Linked DNA regions of Mus musculus: region 2 is linked to region 1. Evidence: chromatin contacts called from public promoter capture Hi-C data. All regions are on one chromosome and are shown on one strand. The core of a region is the stretch at or near the end of the contact, and the rest is flanking DNA. Distances in the headings are between cores, read along the strand shown. Region 1 holds the start of Barx1 (BarH-like homeobox 1). Region 2 holds the start of Msx2 (msh homeobox 2).

Region 1 (6,802 bases), core at 2,222-4,721:
TTTGCTGAATGAGATACAGATCGGTTGCAAGTGGGAAAGTAGACAAAAAAGAAATCTTCAAGGTTTAGGGAGGCTTGGAGGGGAGCCCCACTTAGAAGCCCCCTGAGGCTGGTGGCTGAACTGGCTTTGGGTTGCTCCATCTGCTTAGTGGCATAAGGGACTACCACTTCCCGGTTAGATTGCCTGCAGAATTCCTTCCCTCTTGGAGGTGCTTTGGAAAGAAACTGCAGCTGGAAGCGGTGCGCGTTGAAACCTCACATCCCTGCTCTGGGGTTCAGCTGTGACCCATCCCTCCCTTCTAACCTGCCACAGCCAGCTGAAGCCCCGGGGTCTTCCGGGTTCGCAAGTGGGAAATGGGACGGGTTCCGCGTACAAGGGTCCCCTCTTGGCGGAAGAAACTGCGCCAAGGATCTCCTGCGGCCTGGAGTCCTTCGTTGCTGGGCCACCCGGGAGGGTGGCTGGCCTGGGACGCTGAGGTCACCTTTTCCACCGTGCCTGCCTCTCCCAGAGCGGCCAGTTTCCGGGATTTTAGTTTAGGCGACAGGCGGGAGGCCCTGGCGGGCTTTAGGCTTAGGACTCAGTGGCTGCGCCTCTAGTGGGGACTTCCCTTCGTCCTGTGCCGTCCAAGTGGAAGGGGGAACCCCTTTCCTTGTGAACTAACCCCTTTCCAGCCAGCCAATGCAGAATTCCTAAACAAAGGATCCCTGAAGCCATTTCTTCGCAATTTTTTTTTCGCCTAAAAGGGGTTTATTCGCAGGTTTGCTTTAGGGTCCCTCTGGACTTTGAGAAGAATGTAGTTTGAAAAGGATGCGTCAGGGGCTCGAGCTTAAAGAGGGCATGGGGCATCGGGGCATAGCCTGGCTCTGAGCCTTTGGTGCCAGGCTAAGCTTTTAGTCCTTGGGGCTTCATTCCCAGCAGGCAGGAATCACTGCAGGCATTCGGCCTGGGCGGCTTGAAACAGTCCTGGCCAGCGTCCAAGGAGCTGGAGGGTGTGTGTGGGAGGGGGAGAGGCGCACCTGTGGAATGGAGTGGGGGTGGGGTCTCTTTCTAGAATTAAGACCTTCATGCCAGAAAAAAATGAGCCTCCTCTGTTCAGCTTGACCTTAAACTCCTTCCTGGCAATAAAAACAGAGCTGTTGACTGGATATCGACAATAGGAATGAGTGGTCTTGGTAGCTCAGACCCATTTCCAGGATCAACCTTGCGTTTTGGGGAAACCTGGCTGAAATTGGAAGGAAGGCGCATAGTGTTCAAATACAGGGTGGCTTCTGTCGGGATCAAAATCAGAGAAGATAGGATGGGAGCTGGCTGGGACTCCTCCCCAGTAGAACCCATTCCAAGCTATACTCCTTCCGATGCCCAAGAGGAAGTGGAGGGGCCTGATGTTGAGCCCTCCAGGGATGGACAGAGTGGAAGCAGTATAGGCAGAAAGGCCTTTGTTCTGGTATAGGTATGGTACCTAGAAAGCCGCTTCTACTCACTGGAATGCCTGAACCAGTCCTTGGATTGAGTTGTATTGAGAAAGGAGGTTGTTGGCCAAGATTCCTATGTCCTGAGTAGACACCGACTTTCCTTTCTGTTCAGTGGGAAGATGCCCATTGCCACTCTGTCTCTGATATGTGTGCGGGTGGTCTTAGTGGGTCCTGTATCACCCTTCTAAAGAGTTATTTTGGTTACCTGATTATCCCCTTTCAGGAGTCTAAAGCAACGGGAAGCCACTAAAGACTGCTTCCCTTCAGTCCTGATGGTGGTCTCCTGACTCAGAAAGTCGCTGCACATTTGGCTGAGCTGTAGCAATGAGCTTTGGGGGGGGGGGGTCTGCATCTCAGCAGAACATTTGGAAAGATGCCCTTTGTCCCCTTCCCAGGCTCAATGGTCAAAGGCTATTGGTCATTTCTTAGTGTCCCGGATGCTACAGTCCAGTAGGCTTCTGAGCCCTCCACCCCAACCCCGTCAGCAGGCAGAAGAAATTATTTCAACTTGGAGAGTTGGGATATAGTGTGATGAACTCAGTTTCCCAGCAGTGAGGGCTTAGGCTCTGTGGAGAGCATTCGTGGGAAGTAGGAGTGGCTTAAAACATGGAGTCCAGTCTAGGAAGGCTGGACAGGGTGGAGACAGAACCCAAGACTCCTGAGAGAGGCAGATAGGAAATACAGCAAGTCCTCTCCTAGCCTCCTGAGGACACCCTACCCTTCTTGCTACCCCTGAACAGCTGGCATGGGTCACCCTGGGTATAGAAAAGTCTCACCTTCCATCCCCACAAACTCCCTGGAGCCAAGAGTCAAGTCTTCCAGACTTGAGACAGCTCAGAAACTGTCAGTGCCAAGACTCAAAGAGGCACACTCAACAGAGGTTAATTTGGGGAGAGAAAAAGAGAATGATCTAACAGCCCCATCTTTAGTCCTGTGAGAGACTGGAGGCTCAGAGATGGAGCTAGGTCCCCAGACTCTCAGAGTATTCCATGATCCCCTGCCTCAAAGTTCATCCAGTGACAGTCTTTCCCCTTTTTATTCATCTGCCCTTATTCTATCCCTTGCTCTAAGTAAACATAACTCAGCCCACTAAGTCTGGTGGTTGCCAGAGAAAATGTGTCCAGGTAAGCTTAAATTAGAAATTTAGGTAAATCCTAGTTGGAGAATCTTTTTTTTTTTCTCCCAGGGTAGCTTCAGAGATTTGAGATCAAAATGGTAAACTGAGGTTGGGGTGGACAGGGAAGGGGGGGAAGTGGTGCACAGGCATGGTCACCACCCTGCGAGTTACACCCCGGTGTATTGCACTGGATCCCTACAGCATCTCGCAGACCTGGGAAAGCTGTTTAAGGCTACCCCTTTCCCAGCTTGGCTTTTGCCCCTCCTCCTCACCACCACTCCAGCCCCTCCCCATCCCACCCAGTCCGCTGGCCTTGCTGCTGTGCCCTCCCCGTGCCCTCCTGCACCTCTGGGGCTCTCTCCTCTCTACGTCTCGGCGCACTCACGTCTAAGAGGCGTCTTGGACACCTTCACATCACTGCCTAGGATCCTGCGTGGTCCTTGCTGTCTGTCTTCAGACTTTTTCACGCCTCTCATTCAAGATCCTCGGTTTGCCCATCTCCGCAGTGTCCTATCCTCAGGGCTGTCCTCTTGGGCGAGCTCTCCTCTTTTTCCCTTGGTCCCGGCCTGCGAGCCCCTATCCCGGGCTCTTTCCCTCCTTCCCTCCTCTCAACCTCCTTTCCTCCCTCCTGGGTCCCTCCCTCCGGCTGGGCCTAGTGGGTGGGGGGCGGCAGCGCGGGGCGGGGCGGGGCAGGGCGGGCGGGGCAAGGCAGTGACGCGGGGCTGGCCAGGCTAGAGGCGCGGCGGCGCGGGGCGGGGACGCAGTCCCGGGTCCGACTGGCCGAGCCCCGCGCGCCCCGCCCGCGCCCTGCGCCTCCGCCCGGCCAGCCGGCGGGGGAGGGGGCATGAGCCGGCGCCCGCGCGCCGCCGCGAGCTGCGGGCCGGCCTAGAGCCCCGCGCGGGCCCCGCGCCGGAGCTTAGCCGCCGTCGCTTCCTAGCCGCGGGCGCATCCCCGGGAGCCGCGATGCAGCGGCCAGGGGAGCCGGGAGCCGCGCGCTTCGGTCCGCCCGAGGGCTGTGCGGATCACCGACCGCATCGCTACCGCAGCTTCATGATCGAAGAGATCCTCACTGAGCCTCCGGGGCCCAAGGGCGCAGCGCCCGCGGCCGCCGCTGCCGCCGCGGGCGAGCTGCTCAAGTTCGGCGTACAGGCGCTGCTGGCCGCCCGGCCCTTCCACAGCCACCTGGGTACGTGCAGCGGCCGCCGCGCAGAGGACTGGGCTTGGCGGGCGGGTGGGAGTCGGAGACCTGGGGTTGTCCGTAATTCATCCTCTTTCTCCCCTGTTTCTGGAGCGACCTGGGATGCAGCTCAGCGCAGGCCCGAGGCACCTACCTCTCTTCGCGCACTCCAACGGGAAAGTGGAGGGTGCGAGCAATGAGCTAGGCAGAAACCAGGCCTTGTGTCCTCGCGTCAGACCAGAAGAGAGTTTGTCTTCTGCTTCAGGGCGGCTTCGAGTTTTTTCGAATCGGGTGATAGGCGAGGCCAGGAGCCAGAGACCGCATCCCTATGGTTGCTACAAAATCAATCTACCGAGCACTCTGGATCAAAATGACTTCAAACCAGGGGAAGCCTGAGTTTCGCGGTAGGGTTGGCTGGGCATAACAGTAGCTGCCCAGACTGGGAAAGCTCTGGAGAAGAGGGTCGTGTCGCATAGTGTTGGATGCCCAAGCCATCCAGGAGCCTTTCAGAACCCCGTGCTTTCCAGTCAGCAACCGACCGAGGCCTGTGCTGCGGCCAGGGTCTCCGTAGGCCTTGTTTGAGGGAAAGAGGCCTGGTTGTGATCCGCTGCCCAGTTGGTCCTTCCATCCCGAGATCTGCTGGGCTTTCGTGCGTCTTGAAGCACTTGCTCAGATCTTTTCTGTCTCCGTCTTGTCTCTTGGGAGATTGTGAGGCAGTCTGCCCTGTACTGCATCTCGGCTTAGGGCTTAGTGACTCTCTTTGGTTGACCTCCTTCCTAGCCTTTTGGTAAAGTGGATCTGTCTCCCCTCTACCTCTCCCCCTCCGCAAGATTCTCTTCCCACTTCCTGCTATGTTTTCTATGCTCCCCTTACCCTGATGGTTCTCAGCCAGGCAGATCCATCCTTTCCAGTATCTCTTTTAGGAGAAGCCTACCAGGAAAGGAAGCGTCCAATATAGACTCCAGCTCAGCTAGCGGCCTCCGGAACCGGCCCCAGATTCTGTCCAGTCTTGGTAGCAGCCAGTCCAGTTTGCCTCTTTGATGTTCATCTGGTTCACAGCCTCTCTGCTGCCGTTCACTATAAAAGGACTCTGTTGTTGGCAATTCGTTTGAAGCGGGCAAACAGCCGATTTAGGGCTAAAGAACATGGAGAGGTCTTCATGCTTCTTGGGGGGAGGGGGTCTGAACAGAGGAAACAAGAAAGACAATTTTCAGGTTCAAAGGATGCTTTGGTGACCCTTTCCTCGCCAATGTCCAAGCCTCAGCCAGTGATGTAGGTACAGCGCCCAGAAAAACAAATGCTCACATTCCACAACGTTCTTTTCCCAATGCAAAAGCTCCCCCACCCCCGCCCCCGCTTCCAAATTCACCCGTTTCTTCTTAGTTTCTCTTTTTCACGAAAGGCATACTCTATGTCCTCGGAGCAGCGAACTTGCTCTAAAGCATCCTGAAATCTCGGAGCCTACTGGCTCATGGGGACTCCAAAAAAGAGCAAAGGATGCGAGGGATACTCTTTTCTAGACTCCTCGGGATAGCTACCTGAAGGAGGGTCGCCCAGGATGCTGGGTTTAAATCCCCAGGGAGTGGCTGGTTCGGGCTCCCAAACGCAGCAAAGCGCTGTGGCGTGGGAGGCTGGAATCCAGTTCACCCAGATCTTTCTCTCTTCTCTCTCTCCCCTTCTCTCTTTGCTCTGTAGCGGTGCTGAAGGCTGAGCAGGCCGCAGTGTTCAAGTTCCCACTGGCGCCGCTCGGCTGCTCCGGGCTGGGCTCGGCGTTGTTGGCCGCCGGGCCTGGGATGCCCGGCCCCGCAGGCGCATCGCACCTGCCGCTGGAGCTGCAACTCCGCGGGAAGCTGGAAGCAGCTGGCTCTGGTGAACCTGGCGCGAAAGCCAAGAAAGGACGCCGGAGTCGCACCGTATTCACTGAGCTGCAGCTGATGGGGCTGGAGAAACGCTTCGAGAAGCAGAAGTACCTCTCTACCCCTGACAGGTAGTGCCGGGCAAGACTGGGCTCGAGGGAAGGGTAGGCAGGTGGTGGCCTGACCCGCTGAGGGTGTGCGTTACTCTTTCCAGAATAGATCTAGCTGAGTCCCTGGGCCTGAGCCAGTTACAGGTGAAGACGTGGTATCAAAATCGGAGGATGAAATGGAAGAAAATAGTAAGTGTGGCTGGTGGCTTCCTGCGGGCTGGGGTTTCCTGGGCTTTGTCCTTGGTGTCCTCCAAGAAATACCTTCCCGCCCTCCTCACACTAAGACTTCTGCCCATCCCATCCCGTGAACTGCTGTGTCTGCTTGGGTTCATTAGGACAGAACCCCCATCCCCGGCACCTCCTGGCAGCTTCTAACTCCTCCATCTTCCGCTCGTTCTCCTCAGCAGTTCTTTAAACCTCCACCGTTTCTTTAGGGCCTAGAGTCACTGTGATGCCGTGGTTGGGCCCTGGGCATCCGGTGGTCCTTGATCGGATTCTTTCCTCACCTAGTACTGTTCATTCACGGAACAGGTGCTGCAAGGTGGCGGCCTGGAGTCCCCCACCAAGCCCAAGGGACGGCCCAAGAAGAACTCCATCCCCACGAGCGAGCAGCTCACGGAGCAAGAGCGTGCCAAGGAGACAGAGAAGCCAGCGGAGACGCCGGGCGAGCCCAGCGACCGAAATTGCGAGGACTGAGCGTCGCCGAGGATGCGGCTGGCGCGGTCGGCGGGGACCCAGGAGCTGGCCCTTCCGCGTCCATGCCGTTTGCTTTCTAATCATTTCATTACTACTTTGAATGCGGACAATTAAGGGCCAGACAAGGAAGGACACAGGCCCGGAAGCCAATCCCAGGTGTCAGCGAGCTTCTGTCCCCAGTCTGGGAGACTTGTGTCCAGCGTGGCCGAAGCTTCTGGTCTTTCTCGGACCTCCGCAGTGTGCGGCGCTCCACGCTCATTCACGCCCCGCTCCTTGCCCACACTTTTATCCCCGGCCTCCAGCCGGCCTTCTGGGCCCGGACACCGGCAGGCACACACTTACTTCCGCGCCTTGGGGACCCCGCCACCGGGTGC
Region 2 (6,712 bases), core at 3,734-6,233, 4.8 Mb after region 1:
TCTTAGGAAGATGCTATCTAGAAAAAAAAAGAAAATGGATAAATGTATATATAAATTTTGCCTTTTAAAATAACTTGAATTTTTACATCTGGCATATAAAAAGTCTTATATTTTATTATATATTTATACATAAAAACTAGCAGAGCCAATATTTGTGAGAGGAAAGGGGGCATTTGGAAAATTATGAAAACAAAACAGGTCTTAGTGCCTCTCACCTAAATAACAAATTCACTCTGTATCAAGTGGCCCTGTCGCTTAGGGTGACAATGCAAGGCTCGCATTCAGGAGCAGAGTTGGCACCACCTTCTCGGAGAGGGAGGGGGATGCTTTTATGCAAACATCCATCCTGGAGTCTGGTCCATCTGGTCTTCCTTAGGATAGATGGTACATGCCATATCCAACCGGCGTGGCATAGAGTCCAACAGGCGGGATGGGGAGCACAGGTCTATGGAAGGGGTAGGATGCGCCGTATATGGATGCTGCTTGCAGGGGTGAGTTGATAGGGAAGGGCAGACTGAAGCCTGAGGGCAGCATAGGCTTGGCAGCCATTTTCAGCTTTTCCAGTTCCGCCTCTTGCAGTCTTTTCGCCTTAGCCCTTCGGTTCTGGAACCAGATTTTGACCTGGGTCTCTGTAAGGTTCAGAGAGCTGGAGAACTCGGCCCGCTCTGCTATGGACAGGTACTGTTTCTGGCGGAACTTGCGCTCCAAGGCTAGAAGCTGGGATGTGGTGAAGGGTGTGCGTGGCTTCCGGTTGGTCTTGTGTTTCCTCAGGGTGCAGGTGGTGGGGCTCATATGTCCTAGAGGACAGAGAGGGAAATCAATTAGTGAATTTTGTAATCTCTTCCCTCTTAAGAACACATAGACTTTGTTTCATTTTTAAAAAGGAGGTACCTTTGTCAAATCTGTGAGTGTGTGTGTGTGTGTGTGTGTGTGTGTGTGTGTGTGTGTGTGTGTGTGAGAAGTAGTCAGTTATGAAAAAGGACCACATTTAAATGGTAGGTAGTTGCTGTATTTTATATCAGCGTGAGTAATGAGGTCATGAAACTTTTTATATGGAAAACATATTGCACTGTACAAAATGGAAATAGAAACCATGACTATAAGTCACAAGAGTTAAGAACTATCTAAGAAATAAAACTTCCTCAGAACTCAATCTCCTGTCTTTAAAACAGTAAGACCCGCACATCAGGAGGAACATAAATAGGATGCCAGATACTGAGTTAGCCTCCAACTGCTCTCTGAACCAGAAAAGTTGGGTTGCCTCAAGCCTGTTTATGAAGCACAATCATCCAGATAAGGCCTGTGATAAACAAATAGCATCAATGGATGGAAGGGCCGATCCAAGCCATAAACAACCACACAGCTGTCACTGCATCCACCCTACAGATGATAAAAACCCCAACATCACTTTACAGATCTGGCTGTGGGATAAGTTTCTTGGCTGTGTGCTTTGGCAATATAAACGTCACGAAGACGGAGAGAGAATTAGCTCGCTCATAAACGGACATGTCAAGGGAAATCTCTCTGCCTGCAATGATGGTGATGGCATCATACTCTCTTCTATCCATTCCATGGTTTAGGGCAAGTGGATAAGTAATTATTTTGTTGTTGGAATTTAGAAGTGGGGAATAACAAGCAAAATAGAGACAGGAGGCAGCGTCCGGACTCTGTTTTAAGATGGGTTGTTAGCACAAGGATGGGGCCTCAAGGTGATTCCACAGCAGGGACTAATTCTGGTCTTGTTTTCCTTGAGGCTAGGGGAGGAGCATAAGGCGACAAGAATAGAATACTAAACAATTATTTTTCTGCATTTGGCTTTTACGAGCCAGTCTAATTTCCCTAATGTAGCCAGAGTGCTAGTGCTGGTGTATGCAGGGGAATGTAACATTTCTTGTTTAGTTACTTTGGTGGCCCAAAGAAGAATTTATATTTCATCTTTGAGAGTGACACAGCACAAGTCCCAACCCAGCCCCTATGTCACATTGTTAATTTTACAGAGTAGAAGGTACTGTGATCAGAAAAAAACAGCAGTCTGGGAGAGAGATGGGTAGACTTCCTAAAGGCCTGGCCTTCCTTCGCACGTGCTAATCCCCAACTGAGCCAAGGGCAGGGGAGATTTTCCTCTCAGCTCACTGGCCAACATCAGAGCTGGAGACCCAAGGAATTCTCGCCCTTCCCGAGCCCACCCAGGCTCCCTTTCAGACACCAAACTCTTACTGCATACACTTGCTGCTGGTTCTACAGGAGTTTTGAACCAGGGTAGCTTGGGTTACTCTTTGTGGGCCATGGTGACTTATAAAGTTCGGGCCATGGGGACTGTGCTCAGATGGCAAAGCCTTGCCAGGAGAATCTTTCCCCCATCGCTCCCACCTTCTTCCCCCTAACCCATTTTATACCAGCCAAAGAAAGTGTGTGATTAAACAAGGTGAAACAAACTTTTTATCCCGCTTTCTTCAAACCACAAAACCAGGGCCAGGGGTAGGTGGGTCCCTCCCTCCAACTCCAGCCCCCCCCCCCCAGCTGATTCTTGGCATTCTCCGAGCTCATCCTGCTGACACTTCCACCCCCAAGTATCAAAAACCTTGTGTTTCCAAATGAAACCTCCTCCGAAAGCCCCTAGCTTCTCTTATAAAAAGGATTTATCTAGGGCAAGGAAAAACTGCCCACTGCAGAGATGTTACAGAGCCAGTGGGGGCGGGGACACAGTGGGGGTGGGGTGGGGTGGGGTGGGGAACTGCCCCACCAGACCGCCAGGCCTAAGTATGCCAGGATTTCTGACCTTTGGCCACCATACCATTTAAGGCTGAAATCCTGGATGTGTTGTGGGGCATTGCCCCAGGCCTAGGAATACAGGCACTCCAAATTTGTTAAACAAGTTAAGACTCTTCATGTTTCTGAACCTCCATTTCGCTGACAATAAAATGGATAACTACTACTTATCCCTCGGGTGGCTTAGAGAGCTACATGTTGGAGTGCCCAGAGCCCCACTTGGGGGGTAATGAGCAAATCAATGTGCCCAAGAGCTTTTTTTTCCATGGGCCCAAACTGCTGATCCCTCTGAACTCTGCTGTGAAACGGCCTCTTCTGTTAACAAGAGGCTCTCGGCTGCCGCACAAAGGAGATCAGATAAGATAATGTATTGAAAAGCACTGTGCAAACTGGAGTTTAAATTCTTTAAGTCCTTAATCTCTGCACCCTTTCAGCCTTTCAGAATTTCCAGCAGGGTGGAGAGAGACAGCCAGAGGGGACAGCCACTGACGCCTGGGTATATGGTCTTGTTTTGTTCACAAAATACTTTGCATCTCTAGTCCAGAGGGCCGGGCTGAAAGGTAGAAAGGAAGACAAGTTCTCCCCCAGCTGAGCTGGGAAAGTCCCTCCACAATCCCTCTCCCTCTTTCTCAACTTTCCCAAAGTTTGATGGGGGGGGGGGCAGGAAAAAAGGCAACAGAAGAGATAAACCTCAAAGGCCAAGAGATAAAACTAAAAACAAAGTTTCAGGAATGGACCCCAAAGGGATGCTAAGTCTGGAAAGGAAGTCGGCACAGCCTCCCTGGAGGAAGTGGGGTGCAGTGAAAATAGCAATATGGCCATCACCCTCAAAAGAGGGGGCAGAGAGCATGGACACCAGACCCCCATGCCCATTGCAAGTATGAATGGTAACCTGGACCAAGCAAGAGCAATCCTCTAAGCACTAGCCACCAAGTCTGAAGGGGTAGCCACAGGTGGCATGCCTCTGCCTGTACTTTGAGGTTCTAGCAAGCAGCCAAATCTGGCGAACTTGTGGCCACCTCACTGTACATTCTCAAGTTCTGAAGGAATGCTGTTAATTATTACTGTGAACCCAGGAGAGCCCACGAGGGTCTGGCCCAAACTAGCTCCCTGCAACACGCAGAACCTAACCAACAACGGACTAGAATACAAGAAGCTTCCTTTCCGAATCAGTCTCTGCCTGCCACCTTCCCTTCATAGGATGGACACTGGAGTTCGAAGACTACCAAGTATGTCTGCTCCATGTCTGGTTAACTTCCAGTTGTCTAGTCTTTATAGTGGGGTGAACTTCATGGGGCTGCCTGTATATTTTGAAGGCCAGCAAAACCACATTTCAATACTCATTTAAAGTGGATCCCAGCCCGGTGTGGTGGTGCACACCAGTTATTCTAGTACTTAGGTGGTGGAGTAAGATGACGAGTTCAAGACCATCCTGAGCTGCATACCAGCACGGGCCACAGGAGACCCTGACTCAACAAAACAAAACAGCGACTCTCCCCTATTTCCCGGGCAGGTACACAAATATGAAGTTTTCGGAGCAGGGGGCTAAGGACTGCAGAAATCAACAACTTGGTTTGGTTTTCAAATGCCAGCCAGCGCTCAGGTACTGCAGATTCCTCGAAGCTAGGGATTCTGGGATGCGGACCGCCCGCTGAACTGGGGTACCAGGGGGGTCAAGAGCATCATCCTGTTAACACCCGTTCCCCAGCCCCTCTGGGACCCCTCGCGCTGGTCCAGCCCGGATCCCGTCCCAGACGCGCACTCACTGGGCGGCGGGGAGTATCTGCCGGGCTCCTGTATCCACGGTGCTCCGTCTTCGGAATTTTCCGACTTGACCGAGGCGGTCTCGAAGGGCTTGACGAGAGGCCCGGGACTGTGAGCGTCCCGGACGCCGTGTCCCGGCAGCAGCAGCGGCCGCAGGACAGCGCCAGCCGAGGCGCAGTCGGGTGGCACCGCGGGCGATTCCTTGGGCGGCTTCTTGTCGGACATGAGCGCCTCCACGCTGAAGGGCAGGCTGGAGACCTTGACCCTGCGTTCCTCTGCGCTGCCCTCGGCTCCTCCAGGCCCGGGACCCGGGCCGGCCAGTACCGCGGGGCCCTCCTCATCCGACGAAAACAAGTCACCGCCTTTAGTCGGAGAAGCCATGACTTTCTGCGCCGCGTAGCTGTCGGCGCGCGACTCCGCTGGCAACTCTCAAGCGAAGACTCCAACTTTTGGGGGGGGAGCCGGCAGGGGCGCGCTGGGAGCCCAGCCTGTCCTCCGAGGGGAAGTGGGAGACTCGGCTCAACCAACTGGCGACGGCCCTGCTCCTGACGCCACGGACGCTCGCCACCGATTGGCTCTCCCTGGAGAGGCTTGGGGCCCTTCCCCCGCCCCGTTTGAAATAAATTAGGAGTTAATTACAGGAGCAGTCAGCAGAGTTGTTATTAGGCGATCCCTCAAGGGTTATAATCGCCCAAACTGAAAAGTCTAAGGCGTAATTAAAGCCGATTGTTTAAAGAGGAAGCTTGCCGAGTCTCATTTCTTGTCTTTTAACCCCTCTTTAAAGTGTTTCTGGTGCCGATCCCACACGCTCCCGCCTGAGAATGTTGGAAATCTGCGGAGGGCATGGAACATTTATAAAGCTCCCACTATGAGCTCAAACTAGTGTATCTTTGTAACTATAATGGAAAACAATAGCAGCATCTTTACTAATAGAAATAGTTTAGGCATGGTCCTTAGTTGTCTTATCTTTGGAGAGTGTTCCAAGACATTAGCTGTAACTCATTCCTTAAGAAAAGGGACAAAGATGAGAAAGGCTGAGAGGTGGTCAAGGGATATTCAACTAATCTCTACCCTTTCTCCCTTTTTTTTTCCTTTAAAACAGACTCTTGCTCTCCAGCTCTGGCTAGCTTAGAAGTCGCTCCCTATCTTACCCAAGATGGTCCTGAACTTGCTACCCCACTGGCTTCGTCCCTGGTGTTGAGAGTGTAGGTGTGCACCAGCAGACCCAGCGCCCATTGGTTCCTGGCAGCTAATTTACACAAATGATCTCCATTTCATACTCTGTCCAAACAGGACAAGTTTTAGAAACTGTCAATGGGGATATTTTCTCACCCCTTGAGTCTCCTCTCTAGGCCCGTGCAAAAGTGTGCTCATGAGGTTTTTTTTTTTTTTTTTTTTTTTTGAGTTTGTGTTTGTCATTGGAGTTCAGGTGTCAGGATAGCATCTGCCTTGGGAGGTGATGGGCAGGGGAGAAGGGTATTTGTGACATTTAGTGTCTTTATTCTCTCTGCAAATAACAGGGTTCGACTTTGCAAACCCAAAGCCTGAATATCTTTGGGGAAAGCTCATCTCACCTGACTTTGAAATTTTAAGCAGCATACCTATCAGGATCCCACCCTAAAGCACACTCTCTATCTAACTGCAGCCCCAAAGCATCAGTGACCAACTGTATCAATGCATGGAAGAAGAGAGTTTTGAGACAGAGGCCTGAAATAATTCTGCACCTCCCTTGCCCGCAAGCCAGCAGGAGCAGAAAGATCGCTGCAAACAACCCATTTCAGGCTGCAGAAGCTTTTTCATAGATCCAAAAACCCATCCGGACTGGTGGGGGAAAGAAGAGCCTGCTAAGCGCTGGTCCCAAACAGCAAATGCTCCCTAAATACTCCCTCCAGCACCAAAGGGGAGGACCATTGCTCCAAGTTGCTTTCAATGACCAGAGCTTAGCAGGTACCCCAGTTTAGAAGACTTAGAAACTTGACTGCCTAGACCTCCAGATCCTTCCAGCTTACCTCTCTGAAACAGGGACCTTTGCCTCAAACATTTACCCAGAGTGAAATCTCGCTGGTCTGAGGGAACCCATAGATGTAGAAATCTTAGAAGATTAAAAAAAAAAAAGTCTTCACCAGATAATTCAGTTCAGTTTTGAAAGGTTTTCTTTTAATGATAAGAAGTTCTAAAT

What was found. Promoter capture Hi-C pulls out the DNA fragments that hold promoters and counts their contacts.
Region 2: a contact with region 1 is called in a promoter capture Hi-C map of embryonic stem cells, with 17 times the contacts expected there. The contact joins the promoter of Msx2 here to the promoter of Barx1 in region 1. A contact is called at or near these places in 2 of 39 promoter capture datasets (cranial neural crest and embryonic stem cells), 8 of 484 Hi-C or Micro-C datasets (embryonic stem cells, epiblasts and stem cell-derived epiblast-like cells) and 1 of 115 datasets of contacts at active chromatin or transcription factors (embryonic stem cells).

What each region holds. Positions count from the first base shown.
Region 1 is chr13:48,659,565-48,666,366 of GRCm38.p6, forward strand. It overlaps Barx1 (BarH-like homeobox 1), which reads left to right and starts at 3,472. Exons shown (of 4, transcript NM_007526.4): 1 at 3,472-3,775; 2 at 5,462-5,753; 3 at 5,837-5,921; 4 at 6,264-6,802. The coding sequence starts at 3,553. The coding sequence ends at 6,428. It overlaps Gm36606 (a long non-coding RNA gene), which reads right to left and starts at 3,228. Exons shown (of 4, transcript XR_382336.3): 1 at 2,975-3,228.
Region 2 is chr13:53,467,797-53,474,508 of GRCm38.p6, forward strand. It overlaps Msx2 (msh homeobox 2), which reads right to left and starts at 4,984. Exons shown (of 2, transcript NM_013601.2): 1 at 4,536-4,984; 2 at 1-797. The coding sequence starts at 4,914. The coding sequence ends at 373. It overlaps Gm33763 (a long non-coding RNA gene), which reads left to right. Exons shown (of 4, transcript XR_873406.2): 2 at 6,179-6,712.